Linked DNA regions of Mus musculus: all the other regions are linked to region 2. The links are chromatin contacts, called in public Hi-C maps. All regions are on one chromosome and are shown on one strand. Each heading gives the region's core, a stretch centred on a gene start, on an enhancer-like site or on the middle of the called end of the contact. The rest is flanking DNA. Distances are from core to core; before and after follow the strand shown. Region 1 has its middle 230 kb from the start of Gm39035. Region 2 has its middle 13 kb from the start of Gm20083. Region 3 has its middle 230 kb from the start of Gm36865.

Region 1 (3,205 bases), core at 351-2,850, 660 kb before region 2:
TTGTATAATGATGCCATATGCCTTAACAGTTGCTCTTCAGCAACCTTAAAAGAATTCAAGGAACTAGAGGCAGGACGGTCAGTCCTACTCTTCTACAGTTGTGTCCTCTCCAGGGTTAGTGGGTCAGAAGTCATTCAAGGACCGGCACAGACACCAAAAGACTAAACTGCTCACCTAAGTTTACTAAGTCCAGTACCTCGTATCCAACCCAAGATTCTCTGATGTTAGAATACATGCCATTTCCAAATGTAAATCAACAAGCACGTAGCAGGGGCTCAGCTCTGTCTCCAGCTGATTGAAAACTGAAATTTTCATATAAACATGGAGAATAGGATAGAGAGGTTTGCATGATACTAGAGAGTTTGAGATTTGTTCTGTGTACATGTACATGTGTGTAATTCAAGAGAGAGGGATTAGTATTGATTTGGAACCCACTATGCAGATATCAACATTTTTTTAGCAGTAAAGAGACAAGGTTTATGGCATAGTGTGGTTAATATTCTCTCTAAAGTCGAGGTGTATGAGGGACTGTATTGGTCATGTGTGTGCAGCTAGGACCCCAAAACCTGATAGAAACAACTTATGGGAAGGTAGATTTATTATATCTTGGCTCATGGTTTCAGTCCATCACAGAAAGGGGGTGTGGAAGAGTGACTGAATCAGCGGCAAGAGAAGTCTGGGGTCATAGGTGTTTGTATCACAGTAACTCCGAATGCAGAGAGGACATGCTAGGGCCTTTACATTCTCTAATGACCCCCTGAAGCCACCTAAGCTCCCTCAGTCTTCACACATAAATGAAGCTCATGCATGCTACTCATGGTGTTCTGGTTTTGATGTTGCCAAGAACATCAACTTGTAAGGGAAACCATGTCATCCCAGTTTCCTTATGCCGAAACCTGCTCACATTGAGGCCCGGGTGAGATTTTCTAAACCTAAATAACTTGCTTCCTCTCCACTCTCCTCCACCCCAGCATACAATGCATACTGGCTGCCCTGGCCTATATTACTCATGTGCATACAGCCAAGGATACACAGATGTTCTTCATAGTGAAGTCCTATCTTCCTAGTCATACAGCTCCTGGAGGTTCATGGGTTTTGATGTTCTTTCCCTGTTACATTGCATCAATGGCAAAGTACTTAGAGAACCCAGAATATATCCCATTGCTTTTAGCCAAATCTGTAGCTCATGAGAGATGTCTTCCTTACAAGGATCATTGCAGACCATCATTGCTAGGCCTTCCATTCCTCCCTGTCACGATTGCTTGCCTCACTTACCATGACTGACTTTTTGCTTTGGACAGACCCTTTGCCATTCACATCACTGACTGTATCTACAGAGCCTAAAATGCTATCTGCTTAATAGGAGAGGCTAAGGGTTTGTTGATGACTAAACAAAAGCATGTGAAGAAACAAATATAGCAATGTGTCTGCTTCTCTGCTTTTCTTTTCTTTTCTTTCTTTCTTTCTTTTTTTTTTTTTTTTTTTTTTTTTTTTTTTTTTTTTTGTCTATGATTTGATACAAAAGCCTTTCCCCACCTGTCTCCCTTGGAAACTCTGATCCATGCAGTAACTCTGATTCATGCATTATGGTCTGTCTTAATCAGCAAGTCTGATGTAATGCCTCCCTTGGTTGTGTAAGTGAGGAAAAGATGCTGTACCTCTGTTGTCCTTGTGACTTGGGCTTTCAATGACTGCAACATGTGTAAGCATTTAAAAAGAAAATGTTCCACACACACATATTCTCAGAGCTTCAGCCTGGAGACAGGTTTTGATGGGTCTGGCTAGAGATTTGTCTGTGAATTTGTAGGGCTTTTGGTAGATGGCTGATGGGGTGACCCAGGTACCCTCCTCCCTCTAGAAGTTTGCACAGAGCCTCTGAGATGGCCGACCAGGCAGGAGGGATGACTGAAAAGGATATCTTCAAACAGATGCCCTGGCATAAGACACAATCGACTAGCCAAGTTGTTTGTCAGCCTTGGCCTCAATGACTTCTGCTTTTCTGCAAAAGGGTCCTGGAGGGGGAGAGGTATTAATTTCAGTGTATGTTAATGTTTGGTATAAAGAAAATTGTGGAAACTTACATCTTAAATTAGCCCAGCCATCCAGCTTGAGACAAAGTGCCAATCCTATCCACTAGACTATTGTATCTCCCCCTCCCCCCAAGTTCTAAATAAGTCATAAGAAGCCTGTAGATCATAAAAGAAACCTCACTGCAAAACAACTCATTCTCCCTCTCTCTCCCTCCCTCTCTCTCTCTCTCTCTCTCTCTCCCTCCAAGTCAGGAGGTCTTTAATTTTAATTTCCTGTCACATGTGGAAGGTACACTGAGTAACTGGGAAAAAGAGTTTGGATGAGCAAAGCCCCAGCTGAGCTAGTGGATAGAGGTTTGTGGGGAGTTGAGAAAATAGGAGGTAGTTAGTAAGGTGGGAAAATAAATTGATAAGCACACACACACACACACACACACACACACACACTACAAGCCCCCTTGATTGTTAAGATTAATTCTGATCAAATATATGAACCCCAAACTATTAAATTTTTTGCAATTCTTGGGTCTCAGCTATAATTGGAGTTGAATGTTCTGGGGAGATGTTTAACCGTTGTGTGGCTCCTAAAGAGAATCCTTAGACAGCCCTCCGCCTACACACAGAGACATACAGGCAAACCCACTCCCCCAATTCCTGTTTTCATATATAGTATCTTCATTTCTTACCTTCCCTAAAACAGTGTCATATTTTCTTGTGTCAGGGAATAAATGCGGGACACTGGATATTTCCATGCAAAAATACAAACCACGAGGATATAGTCCCCAAACTCTCACTTTTCACTTTGCATCCACAGACAGGAATGGCCACCATGCACTCTTTAAGCTGTGACAGCACATGATCGGGGACAATTGGCCAAATAGTGAATATTAGGGGAATTCTAAAGCCCCAGTGATAGACAAGTTGCCATCCACCTACAAAGGGTAAAAGAAGACATCCTGAGCAGACAGGGTAGGGAAAGCATCCCATGTTTTCTCTTGCTTTCTGTTCCCTGGGAGAGTCCTTGTGAGCACAAAGCCACGAAAACAATAGGCCCAGCTGCAAGGGCAGTAAGGCAATTTATTAGGGAGATGACATTTTTAATGAGAACCACTTGTGGGAGGAGAACAAAGGGCCTGTTTGGTCAGAAGGATGCTCTCCAGTCTCCTCTGAAGTGC
Region 2 (3,163 bases), core at 225-2,724:
AGGAAAGTACCAGGTAGATAGAGTATAGTGGCACACATGTAATTCCAGGGCTTGAAAGGATGCGATGGGGAATCCCTAGAACATGCAAAGCTAGCTAGATTGTCATTGTGGTGAGCTCTGGGTTCAAATGAGATACCCTGTCTCAGTGAATAAGGTTCTGGGCCATCAAGAACAACTTGATGTCAATTTTGGGCCTCCACTCATATACAAATACACATGCATGCACAACCACACACGTGCACTCAGACTCATGCAAACATGCATATACACATGTACACACACCATACTCACATACAAGTGCCAAAAATGGACCAACGAATAGTAGTTCTAGTCATAAGACCTCCCCCAAGAAACAGACAAAACATATTATATGCATAGCAAATTGTATTTCAGACACATATTTTTAAAAATATAGAAATAGTTTGTTATATTTATTTGTATATACACACATCCATACTTTGCGTGCATACACGTGCATATGCTAGAGTGCACACATGTTATAGAATTTAATTCTCACCTTTTTTGTTTGTTTGTTTGTTTTGTTTTGTTTTTCGAAACAGGGTTTCTCTGTGTAGCCCTGGCTGTCCTGGAACTCACTCTGTGGATCAAGCCTCGAACTCAGAAATTCACCTGCCTCTGCCTCCCAAGTGCTGGAATTAAAGGCGTGTGCCACCATGCCCGACTTAATTCTCACCTTCTATCATGTGGGTCCTGAGGATCAAATTCAGCTCATCAGGCTTGGTGACTGGTGTCTTTACCACTGAGCTGTCTTGCTGGTCCTGGTGTAGTCGTTGAACATATATTGGTTCAAAGGGAAATTCTCTCTATAAAATCCATACTGTAAGACATCTTCCGAGGGCTCACAAGTTTGAATCACCTTGATTACCAGGTGGTGGTAATATTTAGGGAGGCTGTGGAATGTTTAGAAGGTAGAACCTATCTGGGGGAAGTGAGTCCCTGGAGATTTGGGGGACAGGCCCACTTCCTACTTTCTTAACCACTCAGATGTGGCAAACCTCTATAGCCAAGCCTCACACTATTCTTTGTAGGATATCTGCTTTCCACAACAAGAAAAGTAACTAATGTAGTTGGGTCCTTTGTAGAGCAGGCTTCTCGAGCATTCTCTCACCGCAGATGGCATTGCCAAAGCAAAGACTGCTCACACCCGCACCCCCACCCCTACCCCCAGCCATACTGCACAGAACAGCTTCTGCCTCCCAGAGTCAAAGGCTCCCTGAGCATCCACCGTGTCCCTCCACTGCCTGAGTTGCCCGTTCACCATTCACCCTTGGGGCTGCCAGGGAGTCTCTCCCTTGGCTCTGTCCACACGATCCCATGTGGGGTGTCTCCCACATGAATTGGACCTTTGTTCCATCCAACCTGTGTTGAAATTTACGAGCCTGAGACAAAGGCGCTCACTGTACCCTCGTCTTGGCTGTGCCCAGGATACTAATTACCCAACAACAGCAGTTCATTGCTCTGGGAGCACACGTGGGAGAAAGTTACCAGCTCTGATTAAGGAGCCCCATGGGAGGACGCTGACAATGATCTTCATTCTCTCTCTGAAGTTGCTCTGGGGCTGGGAGTGCAGCTCTGGGGTTGACAGTTCTCACTTTGCATGCGCAAGTGTCCTGGGCCTCTCTTCTGTCCCTATCATCAGGGGTCGCTCTGCCTTGGTGTTGCAGGACACTAAGAGAGTTGCCAGATGGGCACGGTGCCAGATCAGGCTTTGCATGTACTGGGTTCATACTGTGCAAAATTGCCTTTTGTATCTGAGTCCTCTTTCTGAGCCAGCTGTACAAGGTGAGTGGACCATTTCCACTAACACAAGCATCTCCGTGCAACCAAAAGCCCAGAAGTCCAAACTCAGGCGAAGAGGGAGCTGGATTACAACCCAGATAGATCAAGGGCAAAAGCCACAGCCCTGCTTTCAGAATAAACTAGAAAAAGCAAGGCTTTTCCCCAGATCACTGTGCTCGGGTGAGCCCTAGAGTGTTTCAAGAACTCAATTCACGTGTCAGACAGGTGGCCAGCACACGTCTAGCATTCATGTCTCTGAATTCAGAACCTAGAACCATCTAGAACTCACTCATCATTGCCTGGACTTTCCAGGGACATTTCTTCACTGACCATTGACCAGTCTGTAGTGAACAAAAGGATACAATGAATTCTGAGGCACCCCTGAGACCTTGAACTCTGCAAGCCAAATGTAACGGAGTGGATGGTAGCACCTCTGTGAGCAGACACATCACTCTACTTCCACTGCAAAGGAAGGCCTTATCCATTCATTTCAACTGGAGTCTTCCATTCGATCATGGGTATGGAAGGGAAATGTTCGTCTTTCCCCATCCAATCAAATAACCCCAGGGAGATATGAACTTATTCCCACTGCAGTGTGCTGCTAAGTTATGAAGTCTTCCCTGGTGGAAGACTAGTGACTCATGTACCTACCTGGAAGTTCACCAGTGGCCCCACAGTGTGGAGGTGGGGTTTGACATAACAGGCCAGGTATGCTGAAATCTATCTAAGAGATTTGGCGCTGGAAGGAAACACTGGCAACACAGACTAAAACTGCAATAAAATAAACACTGCCTAGCCCTCTTCCCTGGCCTGCAGGAAATCGGGTTGCTCTTGATGAAAGTGGGGCAGACAGCCAAGTCGATCCTAGCACCCTGTGTAATGCCTCTCTGTATGTTTTCGTGCAGCTTTGCCCTGACCACAACACAAGGTTTGCTACCGGCAGACAATCCTTTTCTGTAAGTGACAGGGGACAGGGAGGTAGGCAAGGTGCCCGTGAGTGGAAGTAACCAAGATTCGAGGCCGTAGCAAAGAATTAAACCCCTCAGAGTCATGTGGGAGGCACGGAGGTCAAACTTTACTAAGTTTCCAGAGAATAAAGTAGAGGTTAATGTAATCCTAAACAGACTCTTCCCCCCTTCACTTTTATTCCAATGATGGCCAAATGGGGCTTGGGAAATGACTCTGTTTGCCTTGCAAGCACAGGAACCTGACTTCAACTCTCAGAAACCAGAAAAAGCCAGAAAGAGGTACCCAAGCATGCTGACCCAGCCCTGGGGAGGTGAAGGCTGGCAGAGCTCACCCACCTCTCTTCAGAGGAGATGCAACCCCGACTATTCCCACATGCCATTGTTGGGATGGGACA
Region 3 (2,830 bases), core at 242-2,741, 600 kb before region 2:
TTAGCTCAGCTGAGACATCCAGTCCCTTGGATGCCTGGTTTCTAAAACTATAAATTTAACATCTCAGTTTCTGTCACACTTCGCCTGTTACTCTGAGTAGAAAGTAAGTGGGCAGATGACTCATTTGACTCATTGAGCTTGCTCACAGCAGCCTGGCAGTCATGGATGATATGAATTCCTCTTGCTCCAGTCTAGAAAGGCAGCTATGGACTAATGTGTCTTAGCTCCCAATCCTAGCTGAAATGTTCTGGAATACTATCCCAATAGTCCTGTCTAAACACACGGTCAGATTGAGAACTCAGCATTCAAAATAAATGAATCCAATGTAAGAACACTTTGAGAAAAATAACACAAGTCTTTATTGTAGGTGTCTCGGGCATGTACAGAGATGGACACTACAAGAAACATTGCAACCACCTCATTAAAACTTCTCTCCCAAGGCAGGTATCAGCCAGGAAATTCTCTCCTTTTTCTCATCTCCATCATCTTGTTTTCCTTGTAGCATACCATGCCTAACGCAGATTAAGCTCACCAGTTTTCACAACCCCATGCCCCTGATCAGCCTATCAGAAATCCAAAGTTTTAGGGAATGGGAGTTGGTAGCCTGCTTTGAAAGTACCTTGCAGGAAGCTGAACCTTATTTAATGCTAGCAAAATGATTTTATAACTAGCAAAAAACAAAGCAAAACAAAACAAAACAAACACAAAAACAACAACAAAAAAAACAAAGACAAAAACAAAAACAAAACAACCAAAAAAAAAACCCATTAGGGTCAAAATTTGAATGAGAAGAGAAAATTTATGGTTATCTTTAATGATCTTCATGAAAAAGAAATTAAAACAAGTTAACGTGTTTCAACACCAAGCAGAATTCAGAAGTGTGAGAGAAATTGTTCAAAAGAAGCCATAGGAGTTCGTTTGGTTTGAAGAGGAATTCTCATGTTAACTGAGTAGCCCTGGTCCCAGTCTGTCTGAGTGCCTAGAGATTCAGATGTGAGTCTGCCTCATACTCTCTCTCCTAAATGAAACATCCTTATTTCTAGATCTAAGGTAATTTTATTAATTTTTATAGATATGAAAAACAAAAGTTTATCTTAAAACAAAATATGTAAAATTATGACTAATAAAAATAAAATCGTCACAAGGAGACAGCAATGGCTAACAACCTGACATATTTTATTCCTGAAAACGATATCCATTTTTTACTGTAAATCTCTCTAATAATGTGTCCGTAAACATTTTTGTATACAGTTTAGTATATTAACTTTCTCTAAAATTATGAAAGTAATATGCTTTAATGTAATCAGAGAGACAATGTGAAAATAAATAATGAATGATCTGTGTGGTCATTTCCTGCTTCTTGTTCTCAAAGAACCTTGTTCTCATCTGTCCTGCTCAGAAACTAAGTAGGCTGAGGATAGAGAGTCGGCGGAGATGGAGGACAGCACCATCTGTCACTTCTCACAGTCCTGCCAACTGCGAGTCCCATGGAAATAAGGAACATCAGTTGTTCATGCAAACAAAGGAGTCATATAATACAGTCTCATGCACACTGCTGTATCCTGCATCACTGCCAACAACGGCTATGCTATGCAGGAGCTGGTCAGTAAACTATCAGTGATATATCGAAGTGTATGTGCTACAAAATTCTTAATGGAATTACAAAGGAGAGAAAAGCAAGAAGGAGGGACGGAAATGAGGGAAGGAGATGGGGGAGAGAAAACAAGTAATTTGGATGCTCTATCATGGACACGTTTAAAAGCATGAAAGTGAATAGTCTTCTGAGAGAATGATGTCCTAATTTTTAGCAGAATAACAGCTAATGCTAAATATCACTTAGTTTTGTTGTAAGAAAGAGAAAAAAAGAACCTCTGGTTATAATCAGAACCAAAGTGTAACTCATTGGAAAGACAAGTAGTTCAAAAATGTATGAGAACCCTGGGGTAGAGTGGGAGAGCTTGGGTGTAGAAACTACAGCAGTTCCTACATTACTGAGATCGTTGGAGAATGGTGTTGCCAGGAGATGTGAATGCCAATCATTTTGCTTTGTCCTTAGCATCTCAGCAAAGTGAGATGTGCAGAAGGAGCACCCATATGTTACAGCTCAGAAACGCAATCTTTCCTTATTTTCAGGAAACACATGGATGCTAATCGCTAATTGTCTAAAGGAGAGAGTAATTTCCACTTGTAATTTCATAGTTTTCATAAGAAGCAAGAGTGGGTTCTGGGCAAGTAAAATCCATGAATACCCATGACCTAACACAGGATATTATTTATAGAGTCAATTTTAGAAAAACCCCATCTAGTAAGGCACAAGTAATCTTTTTTAACTTTAAATAAACTCCAGTCCTTTTGAAGTCACAGGAAACTGAAAAATGGCTGAGAATAATGTTATTGGCAACCTGGTTATACAGTTGTGGTTAGTCTGTGAAATTTCATTAACTCCTATACATGTTTTTCTATGCATACATTATCTTTGAAAATAGATTCCATTTTTAGAAGCAGGTACAACAAATATCTCATAAATTTTAAAAAATCTTTCTAAAGTCTGAACCATCCAGACTAAATATTTCCTGTGTTGATATTTTGAAACATTGGAACAATGCCAACTGGAGCTGGAACAATGCCAACTTGAACTGTCATAAATATCACCAATAGAAAACAGTAGTAGAAACATAAGAGAAAGGGGGTATGGTAATTAAAATATTTATTACAATGTGAAAAAATAGAGTAGGCTGGAGTCCTTATTGCTGTGACTGGTGCCATCCCATTTGTGTCTGTACTTTCTGGGCATTCGTCTGTCCTCCCAATGTCTCAGAATAGAGAAACA

Evidence for each region. Hi-C and Micro-C count contacts between places; a contact is called where the count stands out from the background.
Region 1: a contact with region 2 is called in a Hi-C map of muscle stem cells, with 1.7 times the contacts expected there. The contact joins two enhancer-like sites. A contact is called at or near these places in 2 of 484 Hi-C or Micro-C datasets (cerebral cortex and muscle stem cells) and 3 of 115 datasets of contacts at active chromatin or transcription factors (astrocytes, differentiating embryonic stem cells and stem cell-derived neural progenitor cells).
Region 3: a contact with region 2 is called in a Hi-C map of cortical neurons, with 2.8 times the contacts expected there. The contact joins two enhancer-like sites. A contact is called at or near these places in 2 of 484 Hi-C or Micro-C datasets (cerebral cortex and cortical neurons) and 1 of 115 datasets of contacts at active chromatin or transcription factors (astrocytes).

The regions. Positions count from the first base shown.
Region 1 is chr7:72,538,536-72,541,740 of GRCm38.p6, forward strand. No RefSeq gene overlaps it. Among named protein-coding and RNA genes, the nearest start is that of Gm39035, 230 kb to the left of the region's middle. Within about 2 kb of position 1,601, at least 65 of the 459 cell types and tissues checked have an H3K27ac peak or open chromatin away from gene starts, as enhancers often do. A contact at or near this core is called in muscle stem cells and stem cell-derived neural progenitor cells, where this site is marked.
Region 2 is chr7:73,195,712-73,198,874 of GRCm38.p6, forward strand. No RefSeq gene overlaps it. Among named protein-coding and RNA genes, the nearest start is that of Gm20083, 13 kb to the left of the region's middle. Within about 2 kb of position 1,475, at least 88 of the 459 cell types and tissues checked have an H3K27ac peak or open chromatin away from gene starts, as enhancers often do. A contact at or near this core is called in cortical neurons, muscle stem cells and stem cell-derived neural progenitor cells, where this site is marked.
Region 3 is chr7:72,590,815-72,593,644 of GRCm38.p6, forward strand. No RefSeq gene overlaps it. Among named protein-coding and RNA genes, the nearest start is that of Gm36865, 230 kb to the right of the region's middle. Within about 2 kb of position 1,492, at least 27 of the 459 cell types and tissues checked have an H3K27ac peak or open chromatin away from gene starts, as enhancers often do. A contact at or near this core is called in cortical neurons, where this site is marked.